2 separate regions of the Hordeum vulgare genome follow, and region 2 is linked to region 1. A link is a contact called in public Hi-C data. All regions are on one chromosome and are shown on one strand. The core of a region is the stretch at or near the end of the contact, and the rest is flanking DNA. Distances in the headings are between cores, read along the strand shown. Region 1 holds the start of LOC123408579. Region 2 holds the start of LOC123408821.

Evidence for each region. A called contact is a pair of places that touch in the nucleus more often than the background predicts.
Region 2: a Hi-C map of leaf shows a contact between it and region 1, with 4 times the contacts expected there. The contact joins the promoter of LOC123408821 here to the promoter of LOC123408579 in region 1. A contact is called at or near these places in 3 of 6 Hi-C or Micro-C datasets (leaf and seedling) and 1 of 1 datasets of contacts at active chromatin or transcription factors (embryo).

The regions. Positions count from the first base shown.
Region 1 is chr7H:177,646,934-177,654,440 of MorexV3_pseudomolecules_assembly, forward strand. It overlaps LOC123408579, which reads right to left and starts at 4,371. Exons shown (of 3, transcript XM_045101654.1): 1 at 3,158-4,371; 2 at 2,457-2,991; 3 at 398-1,684. The coding sequence starts at 3,534. The coding sequence ends at 689.
Region 2 is chr7H:178,061,671-178,069,177 of MorexV3_pseudomolecules_assembly, forward strand. LOC123408821 reads right to left here and starts at 4,219. Exons shown (of 1, transcript XM_045101862.1): 1 at 2,844-4,219. The coding sequence starts at 4,041. The coding sequence ends at 2,941.

The DNA of each region.
Region 1 (7,507 bases), core at 3,121-5,620:
TACGTCCAATATACTGTGCTGGAGGGACTATCATGAATATGTGCTTTTAGCAATGACGTCGAAAGCTAAGGAAGCATACGTGCTTTCATCAATAACGTCGAGAGTTGCATCCAATGACAGGGCGGTGCTGCGAAGATGTGCTACGACAATGGCGGGTGCGCGCTAAAGACGATGATGTTTGCTATGGGGACGACTATTGTTTGTAGAGACGGCGTGGAGCAATTATTGTGTGTAGCGGCGGTGTCCTGAAAACTGATGAGGACGAGTGCTGCAAGGGCGGCGAGCCGGTGGTGCTTCAAAGTCGGTCGCCTCACACGGCCAGGCTTTGATCTGACATGCGATCGGCAAGGGAGTTTGCCGGTCGATCGGCTAAAAGGATTGACATGAATACAGGTGATTAAAGAATCTTTTTTTCAATCTTTTGATCGTTGTGCTTCTAGTATAAAATTTCCGAATTCTAGCCCAAAACATACAGGACAACAGTTCAAAGGGGAGCACTGTTTCCCGAGTCCCACGAGAAGAGAGACGCGCAACTCAGTTTCGTACACCCCCCATTCCAAAACAAAAGAGTAGAACCCATCCATCGCCCCATCTCCTACAACACTGGAATCAAAAGACCCAGGAGCTCCTACCCTACAACATGTACACACAGCTGAGACTCCGTCGCTTCCTGACGTCTTCCACTAACTCACTTTTTCCCGCGCTTCCTCGTCGGCCGGTCGTCCTTCGCCCTCTTGGATGGTGGAGGCGTCGGAGGCGCAGCGGCCCGTTTCGGCGGCCGGCCAACGCTTCTCCTCCCTCCTGACGCTGTCTCGGCAGTAGCCTTCTTGGAGCCGGAGGAGCTGCCCGGCTCTTTCCGACCATCGGCCTTGGCAGCCTTCTTCTGTTCTGTCGCGGAGAGCTTCAGTGTCTCTAGCAGAGACACTCTCTCCGTCGACGGCACTGAGTTCTGCTTCATCCGCTTCAGGAAGTCCACCGCATTCCGCTTCTTGATGACGCCACCAGCTGCTGCAGCCGCCTTGCCACCACCGCTTCCGCTGCCACTTCCACTGCCAACCATCTTGTCAGATTTCTTCGTCCTCTCGGCAGCCGCACTCTCCGAAGCCTTCCCCGTTTTCTGATTAGGAGCTGCGTTCCTGACAGGAGCCCGACCCTTGTTGGTCCTCATACCCCTGGTTTTGTCCTTGGCGCTTCCCTTCTTCTTTCCGTCGTCAAACTCCTCATCCTCATCCGTGTCCTCCTTCTCCACTTTCTCCTTGTTAGCAGCAGCAGCCTTCGCGATGGAGCTCCGCTTCCGGCAAACAATGATCGGCGCAGCCTTCTCAAGGAGCGAACCGGCGACCTCAGCATCTGCCTTGGCCTTCTTGGCGCCGTCAGCCGAGGAGGCGCCGCCGACCAGGGCAGTAGCTTTCCCCGCCGTCCCGAGGCCGTCTCTGTGAAGAGTCGCGGACATGCGCTTGGAGACGAGCGCGCGGGTCCTGGTCGCGGCAGCGTGCTCCGGCGAGCCGCGCGGGAAGAAGACAAGCGCGTTGGCGCATAGCAGCAGCAGGTCGCGGTAGAACTCGGAGGCCGACGCGTAGCACGCGCTGTCAGGCCCACAAGCGGCCCCACCGGATTCCAGCCTGGATCTGATCATCTCCAGATCCACGTGGCGCCTGATGGTGCCCTTGTACTTGCCGCTCTCCTGCACATAGTATCGGTGGGTCGGTAAGTAGGGAAAGAGAGAGGCACCAACGATTATTATGTTGTTCTAAAAAAATCGACTATAATACATACGAAAATAGAAGTTAGTAAGAAAATCAGTTTCAAATAGGAAACCCAACAAAGCGCGCATGTGATACAACGCGATTTGTTCCTCATTTTCCTAGTGGAGAAAATAGCAGCCAATTTGGAGGAGAAGGTTAGATTGGATTGTGTTGTCTGGCGGGGGCAGACGGCAACTAGTACCAAGTGGCCGACACGGAGGGCCCTCGAGCATCGCCAACGAAGACATCGATATTCGGGACGAGGGCCCCACCACCAGGCCACGCGCACAACCTGCCCGGCATATCTCCAGCTCACCGCGTGTTAGACGGTCCAGATCGATCGCGTTCGTGCCAGTACATAACGAACGAGACGAGACCGTGCGAACAGCCAGATTCCACGATGCGTAGAGGCGGGATTGTTCCAGTTTGGAAGCAAAGCAAACCGTGTACGGTCGCTGTTGTATTTTGTTGCCTATTCAGCAAAATAATCGTGTCGCGATTACGTACTGCCGGCCAACGCTGGCACAAGATTGAAGTATTAATTGTTAATTTACTTAATTAACCGGGATAATTATTTCGCTGAACAAGATGGGGAACTGAGCATTTGTTCCTTTTTTTTACCGAGGGTAAGGAAGGTGATAGGGTGTGGGAAAATGGAAAATAAGATATTTCTTCCGGGAAAAGAAAAGAAAACGAGAAAAAAAAAATTACCTGGCTCTCGAGCCGCCGCTCGAACACGGCGCCGGACTTGCTGGTCCGGACCGACTCGAGGAGTGCGAGGAGCGGCTCGGCCTCCGCAGCGGGGAGGGGCACGGGCGCCGACGTGGATGCCACGTCGCCGCCTCCTACCTTCCGTAGCCGGCGACGCCGTTTCCGGGAAGGGCTGGCCGAGCTCTGCACGTCGCTGCTCTCCTTCCCCGCGTCGGCTTCTTTAGACCCGGCCGCCGACTCGCCGGAGGCCTCGTCCTTCGCGGCCACCTCGCCCTCGGCCGGCTCATCCTTTACCTCCGCGTCGCCGTCGGCGGCGGCACCGCCGGAGTCGTGCCCCGGTGGTGCCTTCAGATCTGACGAGTTTGACTCCTTGCATGACCGGGCAGACACCTCGCCGGAGAGGCCGTTCTCACCGCCGGCCTCCTCCGGCGACTCGTTCCCTGTCTCCCGTTCATCCTTGAACGCCGGCGTGGTCTCGCCGGAGAGGCTCCTCTCCCGCTCCTCCTTTAGCCGTTTCACCTTTGATTGCAACGACCTGGCCGTGCCAACGAAAATAAATAATAAGCAATTTTTTTCAAAGAAAAATAAACAGCTACCGACAGATCAGCATCGGACGGCCCACGAGAAGCCGCACTGGACGAACAGGATGAAGCTAAAGGCGTTTGACGTTTCTTTTTTATTTTCGGGCTGTTATTTTTTACCCGATCGAGAGATCGTATCGCTCGACCTCGCGGCGGAGTTCGGCGACCCGCAACTTCCTGAGCTCATCCACCCACGCGTCGTAGACGGCGGCGGAAGGGTCGGGTTCCCCGCCTCCGTCCTCGCCGGCGCCGGCGGCGAACCGACGGTGAAGGAGACGGAAGTGGAGGCGGCAGCTGGTGGGCGTGAGGCGCGCGGCGGCGGACGGGCTGCGCGACTGCACCTCCGACGCCACCGACTCCCAGCTCGCGGTGCCGTGGCGGCTCACGGCGCACGCCAGCAGCAGCTCCTCGAGCGTCCCCCAGATCTCGCCGCCGGCCGCCGCCGCCGGCGACGACGACTCCGGCGAGACATCGGGATCGTCCGATCTGGCCGCCATCCGCCTCCCCTCCGCCCAATCGCTGCCACGTCGACGCGGTGACCACGGCGAGGGCTCATAGCGCCGCCTCCATGGACGGTGAGGTGCGCTAGGGTTTGGTTGGTCTGTTTTGGCCTCGTCCCGCCCGCCTATTCCCTTCCCCTCTCTGCCTATCTATCTCTGTGTGGTTCGTCTAGGTTTTGGTTCTGGTTCGGCCCCCATCTTTTCGTCTTTTTCTTCCCCATTTTTCTGCCCACTTTCTTTATCTGGTTCGCTTTTTAAAATCTTCGGAAATGGAAGCACCGCGTACCAAGCCCGATCGGGCAATTCTGAGGTTTCGAGGGGGTCTCCTCCGGAAAGTGGGCCGAATTAATTGGAAAATACTATAGCGCTGGGCCCGCGTGTCATTGTCCAGCGGGATTGTTTATCCGTCATGTTCTCCCAGGCATCCATGGTGGATGGTGCGATGCTTTAGCGTGACAAATAATGCGGCACACCGTGCGGTGTAATAAAGTACGCGCTGACACGTAGGACCCACCATGCCTTAAGCAAGGGCTCAGTTGCTTAACCACTGTTCTTCTTAGCTTTAACTCTTGCGTTCTATACATCTAAAGAGAAAGATTACTAGCTTACGGACGTTTATGTGGAACAGTGGCAGTGATACTCTTTCCTTTTTATCGCGGCGACTTGCTACAGGTAAATAAAACATATAGTAAGGCATTTCTATCTTGTGAACTGCTGAGCCTTTTTCCCGGTTGTTTCGGCCGTAGCCTGAAAATGGAACGTGTCCTGGCATGGTGGTGAGCACGGTGGATTTTTCTTTTGCGGTAAAACATCTGATTTTTTTTTTAGTCATGACAATACAAGAAACATAAAAAATAATAAAAATTACATCAAAATTCATAGACAATCTAGCAACGGCGCGTACAGCCGTTATAACCCTTCCTCGCTCGAGCCGGGCAATTCTTATTGTAGATTTTTAGAAAAGAAGGATTACCCCGCATCTGCATCTCGGCGATGTATGCAATAATTTTATTGATAATTCATAAAAAAACTTACAAAGTAATACGTCAGGTGGTTTGAAACCATCATCTTAGAACATCTCCATCCGTCCCCGTCCCCCCCCCCCCACCACCACCACCAGGGCTTGAAATATCGCCTCTTGGGGGTTAACCAGCGATATTTTCGCCCACGGGGGAGAGGACTCTCGTTCCCAGCCGCCGCCCCAAGTTCGACCCCCAATCGCCGATTTTAAACTCAAATTCGAAAGAAAATTACTCAAATTTGGACGGAATATAGGCGGTTACATTCATATTTATACAAATTTAAAAACATCACTAAAAATATTACGTCATCGCCGTCGTCGTCGCCGCCTCGAGCCTAGATCGTGCCGAGGAGCTTTTAGAAGGCGGTGTAGTCGCCGTCGTCCTTGCTACGCGTCGTCGTCCTAGCTTCGCGTCGTTCCTCGGTCGCCGTTGTGGACTGGCGGGTCGGCTCGATCGCGTCATCGTCGCTGTCGGAGAGGACAATGACAATGCCCTCTTCGTGGCCACGGCGCCGCTCGACGATCTCCTCCGGCGCGCAGCACTCGCGCTCCATCTCCTTCCACACGTAGTCGTCGTGCAACCATTTGAGGTCGGCTTCAAGGTCGACGGCCATGGCCTCATGCTCCTTCTTCATGATGACAGTCGTTGTGGGCTCCTTCTTCGGCTTGACAAGGCAAAGGTGGCCGCGGGGAGGAGAAGGATGGTGGCCCTCGTTTATGACGAGGTTGCCTCTGTGGCTGCCTCGGCAGAGTGGTGTCTCCTAGGGCTCGGGTATGATGGCGACGGGAGGCTTCGCCGCATCGGAGGAGCGGGAGCCTTAGGACGATGATGATGTGGCCGCCATGCGCTTGGGCAGTCACGAGCTCCCACTTAGGCGCGAGGAAGACGATGACAGGTACTCTCACGGCGGCTTGTTGCCGCCCTCGAGGTACGCGAGGACGGCGTGGAGCGCGCATCCTAGGACGCCCCACCATTGACGGCGGCCGTCGGAGTTGTGGCGCCCCCTCACCGTAGGGGCACCGTTGGTGGAGCCCAACTGCTCTTCGTGGCGGCATTGGAAGCATGTCGTCCACAGGGGCTAGTTGTTGGCGGCGTACCTGGGCTGCTCGCCGACGTCAGCAGGTAGAGACTCCCTCATCCGCGCGATCTCGACGTGTCGCTCCGTCGGAGTGTGGTCGTGGCACGGGGACGCCGTCGGCGACCAGACGCCACGCGCCCAGCACGCACATGTTCAACAGCTCTGGTAGTTGGCCTCATGAAGGAGTCGCGCCTCCTGCTCGTGCAAAAAAGCGGCGGCCGAAGCCGTTGGCCGCCGCTCCGTCGCCGAGGAATCACTCCGCCATGTCCCCAGGGAAGAGAGATTTTCTGCCGGTGGAAGGGAGAGAGATGGGGAGGGGATGTATGGCGAGAGTACGGCGAGCGGCGGCGAGGCACTGCTTTTATAGCGTGGATGAAGGGTGTATTGGAAATATGCCGTAAAAGCAATAATAAAGTGGTTATTATTATTATATTTCCTTGTTCATAATAAACATTTATTATCCATGCTAGAATTGTATCGATTGGAAACTCAAATACATGTGTGGATACATAGACAACACATTGTCCCTAGTGAGCCTCTAAAAGGACTAGCTCGTTGATCAAAGATGGTCAAGGTTTCCTAGCCATAGACATGAGTTATCATTTGATAACGGAGTCACATCATTAGGAGAACGATGTGATGGACAAGACCCAAACAATAAACGTAATCGTGTCACTTTATTGCTATTGTTTTTTGCATGTCAAGTATGTGTTCCTATGACCATGAGATCACACAACTCACTGACACCGAAGCAATACCTTGTGTGTATCAAACGTCACAACGTAACTGGGTGACTATAAAGGTGCTCTACAGGTATCTCCGAGGGCGTTTTTGAGTTGGCATGGATCAAGACTGGGATTTGTTACTCCATGTGACGGAGAGGTATCTCACGACCCACTTAGTAATACAACATCACAACAAGCTTACAAACAATGTGACTAAAGAGTTAGCCACGAGATCTTGATTTACGGAACGAGTAAAGAGACTTGCCAGTAACGAGATTGAACTAGGTATAGAGATACCGACGATCGAAACTCTGGAAAGTAACATACCGATGGAAAAAGTGTAACAGCCCGAGACCGACGCTCCAAAAGATTCCCCTTTTTATTCGTTGCCGTCGTGTGAGTTATTTGTGGGTTGCACTCATCATCACATCATTCCCATCATCCGCATTGCATCGGTACTCTGTTGCCGTAGGTTTTCAAACTTGCATTCATTATTAGTTGTCGGCTCTCTCCGTGTCATTGACCATTTGAGATCAACCACACACGCACGCGCCCGCGACATCTTTTAATCTTGTTTTTAAAAGTGTGTATAAAACTTTCTCGGATTGGGTTGAAACTTGGCGTGTGGTCTTATTTTAATGTAGGTAGGCCGCCTACCAAATTTCGTCGAGTTCGTTTGATACCCCAACCGTTAAACCCATAGCGGCACAATAGTCGTTCATTTCGTCGGACGTTTTCGGTTTCAAAACTCTGTCGCCGGGTGACCTATTTTCCCTCTCATCTCCGCCTAGCCCGTGTGCAGAGTGCACCAACCCTACGCGCAGCCTTGTCCGAAAACCTCCCGGAGTCCAGACCGGGCAGTCGTGGCCGTTGGATCCGGATCAACCCCGTTTTACCACAAACCGTCATCAGATTTTCAATAGGACCCCCTAGCCTATTTTTCCGCGACCGTTCAATTAAGATCAGAGGGCCGCTAGACCCCGTGTAGAAAATAGTGTCTATTTATATATGAATGTAGCCTAATCCTACCCTAACCCTAGCTAACCAATTCCCTCCCGACAACGCCGCCACCCACCTGGTTTTCCCCATCGAGCCACTAGCACACGTCTCCTCCTTCCTCCTGCGCGATCCAGCCAGCCAACAGC
Region 2 (7,507 bases), core at 2,969-5,468, 410 kb after region 1:
CTCTATCCATATCTTTCCAAGCCACCGCTTGAGCATTGTGGAAATCAAGATTTTTTTACCTTGTGATGCCTTCAACAACTTCACAAATGTTTTCCACCTTGAATAGATGTCATTCGCAAGATAGTAGCCATAGTTGTTTGTATGGCCATTTGCTGCAAACTTCACTGGTGGAGTTTCACCATTTGCAATCCTATTCATGAGTGGTGACCGTTGCATAACATTGATGTCATTGCAAGATCCGGGTGTTCCGAAAAAAGCATGCCAAATCCAAGTCTCACGATCGGTCACCGCTTCAAGGATTATAGTGCAACCCTTTTTCTGGTCGTGGATTGTCCATGCCATGCCGCAGGACAGTTCTTCCGACTCCAATGCTTGCAATCTATTGGGCCAAGCATACCTGGTAACCTGCAAGCTTTGTTGAACTCCACAAGCCTTGAGGTATCTTTAGCATTGGGAGGTCTCAAATATTCTGGACCAAACGCTTGCACAATTCCAACCGCGAAGCGTTTGACACACATGATGACTTGACTCTCATCCATGGCCAAGTGGTCATCAACTAGATCCGCCGGAATACCATATGCCAACATACGCAAAATGGCGGTCACCTTTTGAAAGGTGTTATGTCCGAGTTCTCCGGTGGCATTCATCCTTTGCTAAAAAAACCGATCATGCATCGGTGAGTTTCTCGACGATGTGTTTGAACAACTTTATGCTCATCCTAAAACGGCGCCGAAAGTAGGATGCGGGGTATGTGGGATTCTCCAAAAAATAGTTCCTCGCCAATCTGTTGTGGGCATAGATCCTTTCCCTCCACAATTTGTGAGACACAAAACCGAACCACCGTGCTTAGACTTTTTATTGACGTGGATAGCTAGGATCATTACGACTTTCTCCTCCTCTTGAAGATCAAATTCTTCATTGGAAGAATCGTAGGATGAACTCATATATAAAATTGAATTTAAACTAACTTAAAACTACAAACAATATGCATCAAATTCATCTACACATATAAAGTTTAAGGCAATAAATACCTTGCAAGTTTTTTTGTCAAACACCTTGCGGGCGCCAAGCTGCAAAAGGCCACCGGACGCTGTTCGTCGAAGGAACAATGTGCTCGAGGGGTGGCGACGAAGAGAGAAGGTAGAGGAAGCAGTGACGGCCACCAAAAGAAGCAAGGGGAGCGGCGACGCACTGGGGAGGGCCGGGTAAGCGTCGTCGACACTTACGGGCTAAGGCACCAGCGCCGGAAAGTTTCTGATCCAGGTTGGTCGCTCGCGCGCAAAAGTTCGCTTGTCCCATACACTGGAATAGGTGCACCAAATAAACCGTGTGTGATGCAGTTTTTTCAAACACACACGACACGTGTTTATCGTGCGCGGATTGTAGCACAGCTGCTGAACCGCTACATCCATCAGCGCGCTATATTACCTTTTTTAGCGTACAACTATTTTAGCGCATGGATTTTTTTAGCGTACAACTGTTTTAGCGCATGGATTTTTTTTAGCATACAACTGTTTTAGTGCATGGGTTGGAGATGCTCTTAGAGCAACTCCAACAGACGTGTGAAATATGGCGCCCGAGGAAAAAAACGCATCTTTTAGGCACGCGTGGGCGTTTGATGAGCATTTTCGGCGCATTCTATAAATCCTGCACGCAGACACCCGCCAACCGTCGTCTTCCTCGCCTCCTTCTTCGCTTGTACTCACTTCATTCCTAAATATAAGTCTTTTTAGATATTTTACTATGGATTACATACAGAGTAAAATGAATAATTCTATATTTTAAAATATGTCTATATACATCTATATGTAATCTTTTAAGGGAAAATCTAATGGGCTTCCTACGCACACATGTTCTCCTGTGCAGCGGCCGCGCGCATGTGTCAGATCTCAAAAGTACGGAGACGATTTACTAATTAGCATAACGTAGTACTGGTTAGTTTAATAGGAGTATAAGAGGGAATCTACTTTTTGCACTCACACGCTGCTGAGTTATACTAGATATTTGCATTTTAAAAAAGATTTATCTTCCAAACCATTATCTCAATTAATGATCCGCTTTCACCACTGACTTTATCGCGACGAGATCTTCAAAACTAGATCTCATGTTAACATGTTTCAATAACTTCTGTTTTCGTCGATACTTGCCAGATTATTATGACTTACTTGTCATATTATTTGTTATATAGTTCTCACATTAAATCAACTTGGTTATCACGTTCATGAATGAGTAAAAACTTGATTCATTATACTTGTGCTGGTTCAAGCATTTGCTTGCCTATTATTAGTGTTTTAATAATCATTTTTTAGCTTCACATAATACTGCAATACTTAAAAAGTATAAAATTATTATCACGGTAACTATGTATATTTTTTATGACAACTGTACATCCGTAAGATGACAACTATGATGACATAAATGTAGCAACTAGGAATGACGAAAAAGAATCAACAAAACATGTCAACATGGGATCTTATTTTGAAGGTTTTGTCGAGACGAACCTAATGATGAAGATGAATCTCCATTCAAATTATTAATTTGTGAGATAAAATATTTTAAAAATTGACAATAAATATGCATAAAATGTTGACTAGAACTGAAAAATGTTTTGCATGCATGCGCTGCCAAAATGATAAGCTTATCATTGAGCCGTGCGGCACCGCTAGGTAGTGAGCTCCATCTTTTAATGGACCTCTAAAAAGACTTACTTTTTAGGAACGGAGGAAGTACGAGATATGTCGGACGCGTCCGAAGATATGTTACATGCAAAAAAGGGCATTTCGGCGCTGTACGTAAGGCAGACTACTGCTGTATATAGCTCCAGATCTTTAGCTCACCAATGCTACTACTGAATTGCTCTGTTATTATTCAACTCAAAATCGAAAAATTAGTACTGCAGCAACCAAGAGTACAGATCACGCTGTTTAGCTTTGGCAGCTTTCATCTCCGGCGCGCCTCCAGCGCCCTCTTCAACTCCTCGCCCACCTCGTCTGGCGCTGGCGCTGGCATCGCTGCGTTCTCCGCCGCTGGCTCCTTCCCACCGCCCCGACGATCAGGCTTCACCGAGAACCCGTGATGCGGCTGCGGTGGCGACCTCCCTACTGCTGCCACGGACGCGGCCCTGCCACGCCCGATCTCGGTGCGTAGGTCCTCCACGGCGCGGCGGAGCATCCCGCTCTCCGCATTCATCGCCTCCAGCTGTCGCCTCATCAGCGAGTAATCCTCGCTAGTGGAATCGTGGCCCGCGCCATCCGACGCGTCAGTGGTTGCGATGGCAGGCAGCGAGACATCTGCTTTCCTGCCTTTCTTATTGTCGGCGCGTGGTGACTGCTCGATGGAGATCTTGTTGATGACCAGCAGCGGCATCTTACAGATGGGCACACGCGCGTCCTTGCGGTCGTCGGCGAACGCCGCCTGCAGTACCGGTGGCGCGCGGATCCCCCAGTTGAACCGCATGCTCGCCCTGCCCCAGAGCGGGAGCACGCTCCTCGTGGTCAGCCTCATCCCGGACAGCAGCGTGCCGACGCCACCGCTCCTCCCCGCCGTGGCAACGTCCGCCGCGAACCCACTCCCGCTCAACGAGAAGGCCTTGTAGCTCAGCTCGTCCTCGTGGTCCCGCCCTTCGCCGGCAGAGACCTCCCCGACCGTACGGGGCGGAGGAGACGCGGACGACCGGAGGGTGTGGGAGAGTGAGAAATCGCCGAGGCGGGGCTTGAGGAGGAGGAAGAAGGCAGGAGATCCGGAGTTGGCGGGCAGGAGGTTGAACTCGGCAGCGAGAGAGAAGGGGGCGCAGACAGGGGAGCCGAGGGCTCCGACACCGGCGCGGATGGAGATGGCGAAGGGGAGACCGGGGTCGTTGGGGCGATACGATAAGCGGAGAGCTGGCCCGGAGGCGAAAGCGGTGGAGAGATCGAAGCGGAGCTCCCGGGGATCGCCGCCAGCGGAGAGACCGGACTGGAACGGCAGCCCGAGCACGCCGATCGGCACCTTGGCCCGCATCAGCGGCCGGTCGTCGTCGCGGAACTTGATAGACGCCTTCATGGGGATCGATGTTGGTGGCTAATCGGGGCTTTGGTTGGTCGTGGGGGGGCTTATTTTGCGGCGGACGTCATCCCATGATGGGACGGCGCCGCCTGCGCGCCGGCGAGATAGTGTGGAGGGGGCGAGCTGTGAGCGGATGGATAGGAAGTGTGTGGGTGAAGAGCCGAGGGGGAAAATAATTCTAGGAGACCGGGTCTCATTCCCCATCCCATGAGGCCCTCCGCGGAAGATGCCACGTGTTTTCTCACCAATCTCAAAGACCTCTTTCTTCCACAATCCAGCTTGAAAAATACTTTGGATCAACCGACTGCATTTACTCAAAAATCAGGCGGGTCGCTGGCTCCTCACGTGTTCCCCTCAGCCACATCTTTTCTTTCCGCCTTATCCCTTCCAGTGCTCTCTCCTCTACTCATTCTCCTCCTCATCTTCTTCCTCTTTTTTCCTTCCATAGCAATGATGCTGGGATGGAGCACGACGAGGGACAACCGGTGTTGGGATGGAGCAGCACCAATGCACGGAGGTAGCGTTATAGTGAAGCTTCGCCGACGGCGTCGGCGAAATGTTGAGATGGAGCCCGCGGTGCTGATGCCGCGCTCCAATGAAGCATTGCCGAAGCTGCAATCGGTCCCCGGTGCTGCGTTGGATCACCCCGCGCCAGTGGGCACTGCAATGAAACTTTACCGGCGGCTGCAATGGAGCTTCACCGGCGACGCCAAGAGCTGTGACGCTGCGCCCCGAGCTACAACGGAGCTTCACCGACGGCGACGAGAGCTGCGATGCAGCGCCCAAAGCTGCAATGAAGCTTCACCGGCGGATGCAATAGAGATTCACCAGCAACGTCAAGATCTGCGATGCAGCGTCCGCACTGCAACGAAGCTCCACTCGCGCTGCAATGAAGCTTCATTACGACAAATGATTGTTGCTCGCGTTGACCAGATCCAACGTCTTTGTAAAACACATCTAATGGCTGGAGATCCGATTAATTTAAAAAATCAGTCGTTGATCCGTAGCAGTCGCCTACGCTGGGTGGAGCATCTCTAGTTCGGCGGCGCTAGGGAGAGCCGCGACGCGCCGTGGAGCTTGTAGGCAGAGCATCCGGGAGAGGACGCGAGCTGCATGCGTTGCGGATGCCTCGCTGACTAGGACGAGCTCATTTGGATGCTCTCATGCGGCCATGGGTAGTACTGTCATAACTGAGCTTGCATCTTTTTACCGAATTTTTGTCCAAAAGGACCACTAGCCGAATGTTATTGTCAAAAAAGACCACATGCGGTATGAAATGCGAGAAAAGACCCCCATTTTTCGTGGCAGCACGCGCGCCAGGTGACGCGTGGCACCTGCCGCCATGGGCCGAGGCGGCTGGGCCCCGCCGCCACCCGGCGAGGCGGCCGGCCGGGCACGTGGCACCTGCCGCCAGCACCCCAGGCGGCCGGCGGGATGCTGTGCATGGCAGCATGCATGGTCGTGCATGGCCGTGGCATGGCGAGCCAGCTTTTGAGGCATGCATGTGCGAGCATGGGCAGCCTGCCGCCTGGAGTGGTGGCGGCAGGTGCCACCTGCCCGGCCGGCCGCCTCGCCGGGTGGCGGCGGGGCACAGCCGGCTCGGCCCATGGCGGCAGGTGCCACGCGTCACCTAGCGCGCCCACCGCCACGAAAAATGGGGGTCTTTTCTCGCATTTCATACCGCATGTGGTCTTTTTTGACAATAATATTCAGCTAGTGGTCTATTTGGACAAAAATTCTTTTACCATCGTTCCTTGGTGAATTGGTGCTCACTCCGTCCCACCTACCATGGTTCTGTACCACGGTCTAGGAGGAGATCAACTGTGGTCCCAACTGCCCACAAGAACTGGTGACACATGCGAGTATCCGATGAGGGGATGCCGTCGATAGTGAAGATGGGAAAAGACCGCTCGGAGAAGAATTAGTACTTTGAGATTGAGGCCCTGTTTGAATTGTCCGTATATAGCTCCGTAAGCGATAAAGACCTCATGCCGTATCTATCTCAGGCGGAAAGCATACTACGGCTTATAATTTGGAAAGTGCTTGGCGCCGGCGCGAGTGCTCGCGCCGGTCACACAGCAGCCGTTGAATCGGGGGCCTTGAACCGTCAGATTTCGTCTTCGTCCTCAACCTCGAACCACGAATGCGAGCGCCTCACCGGCCATCCCCGTCCAGCGTGCAGCGGCGCTCCCCTCGCCCTTCCCCTCTCCCCCTGCCCCCTGGCGGTCAAGGGGTCCTTCTTCCGTCGCCCTCTCTCGCCGGACGTCCTCGTCGCCGGTTGTCGTCCTTGCAGAGCCAACAAACGTGAGCGCCTTGTCGGTCCTTCGTTGCAACTTTTTTCATCAATGGTTGTAGCATTTTATGTCAACGATTGCAGCACTCCGTCATAGCAATGATCGCTTGTAGCTTTTATATGTCCGGTTGCAACTTTTTTCATAAACGGTTGTAGCATTCTACGTCAACGGTTGCAGCATTCCGCCATGGCAATGACCACTTGCAGCTTTTTATATGTATGGTTGCAGCTTTTAATCAACAGTTGTAGCATTTTATGTCAACGGTTGCAGCATTCCGTCATGGCAAATGACCGCTTGCACCTTATCATATGTCTGGTTGAAGCAATTTCATTTTGGGTTTTGAAGCTTTTTGAAATAGACGTTGCAACAATTTTGGGTGACGTTTGTAACACTTGTATACGCGTGCTCGGCCATGGCGGCAGGCGACCAGGACGACGTGTGAAGGCTGGATCCGGCGATGCGGACGGTCGACGGTGGGGGGAACTGGCGATCCGGGCGGGCCGACGGGGGCAGGGACCAGCGCAGCGGCGGCAGCAGCGTAGGGGCGCATAGATGGTGGGCCCCTTTGACCATGCGCCGCACCACACGTGAGTCATCGGGATGGGGAGGAGATCGCAGGATAAAAGACGAGATCGACGACGCGCGTGCGTCCAGCCAAACGTTCGCCGACGCATGGGCGGAAAACATTTCCCTTATAATTTACACGTGTAAATAAATAATAAATTCTGAGTGTATAGATTTACACCGCATCCAAGCGGGACCTAATGAATACACGTGGCATCTTTTGAATAGGGTCTCACAATACAAGAAAAGAGACCCGGTCTTAAATAATTATTTTTCAAGGGGGTGTGGAGAGGGGGCAATTTTTGTCATTGTTTAGGGTTTAGGGTGTGAAATACCGCTAGAGCATTCAGTAGGTGTCCAACCACAGCTGAAAATCATGGATCGAAGGTCGCACAATGGGTTTATCCAGGTTTAGCCCTTCGAAAAGTAATACCCTATGTCCTGCTGTTTTTTGTTATGCATGGTGAAGGGATACCTCGTGCGAGGGGTTACAATGGTGTGTGAGATTGCTATTCAGAGTTTGCCTATCTGATACTAGATGTAAATGAAGACCCTCGATCTCCCTTTATGTAGACAGTAGAGGTATAGGGTTTATATGATGGTAG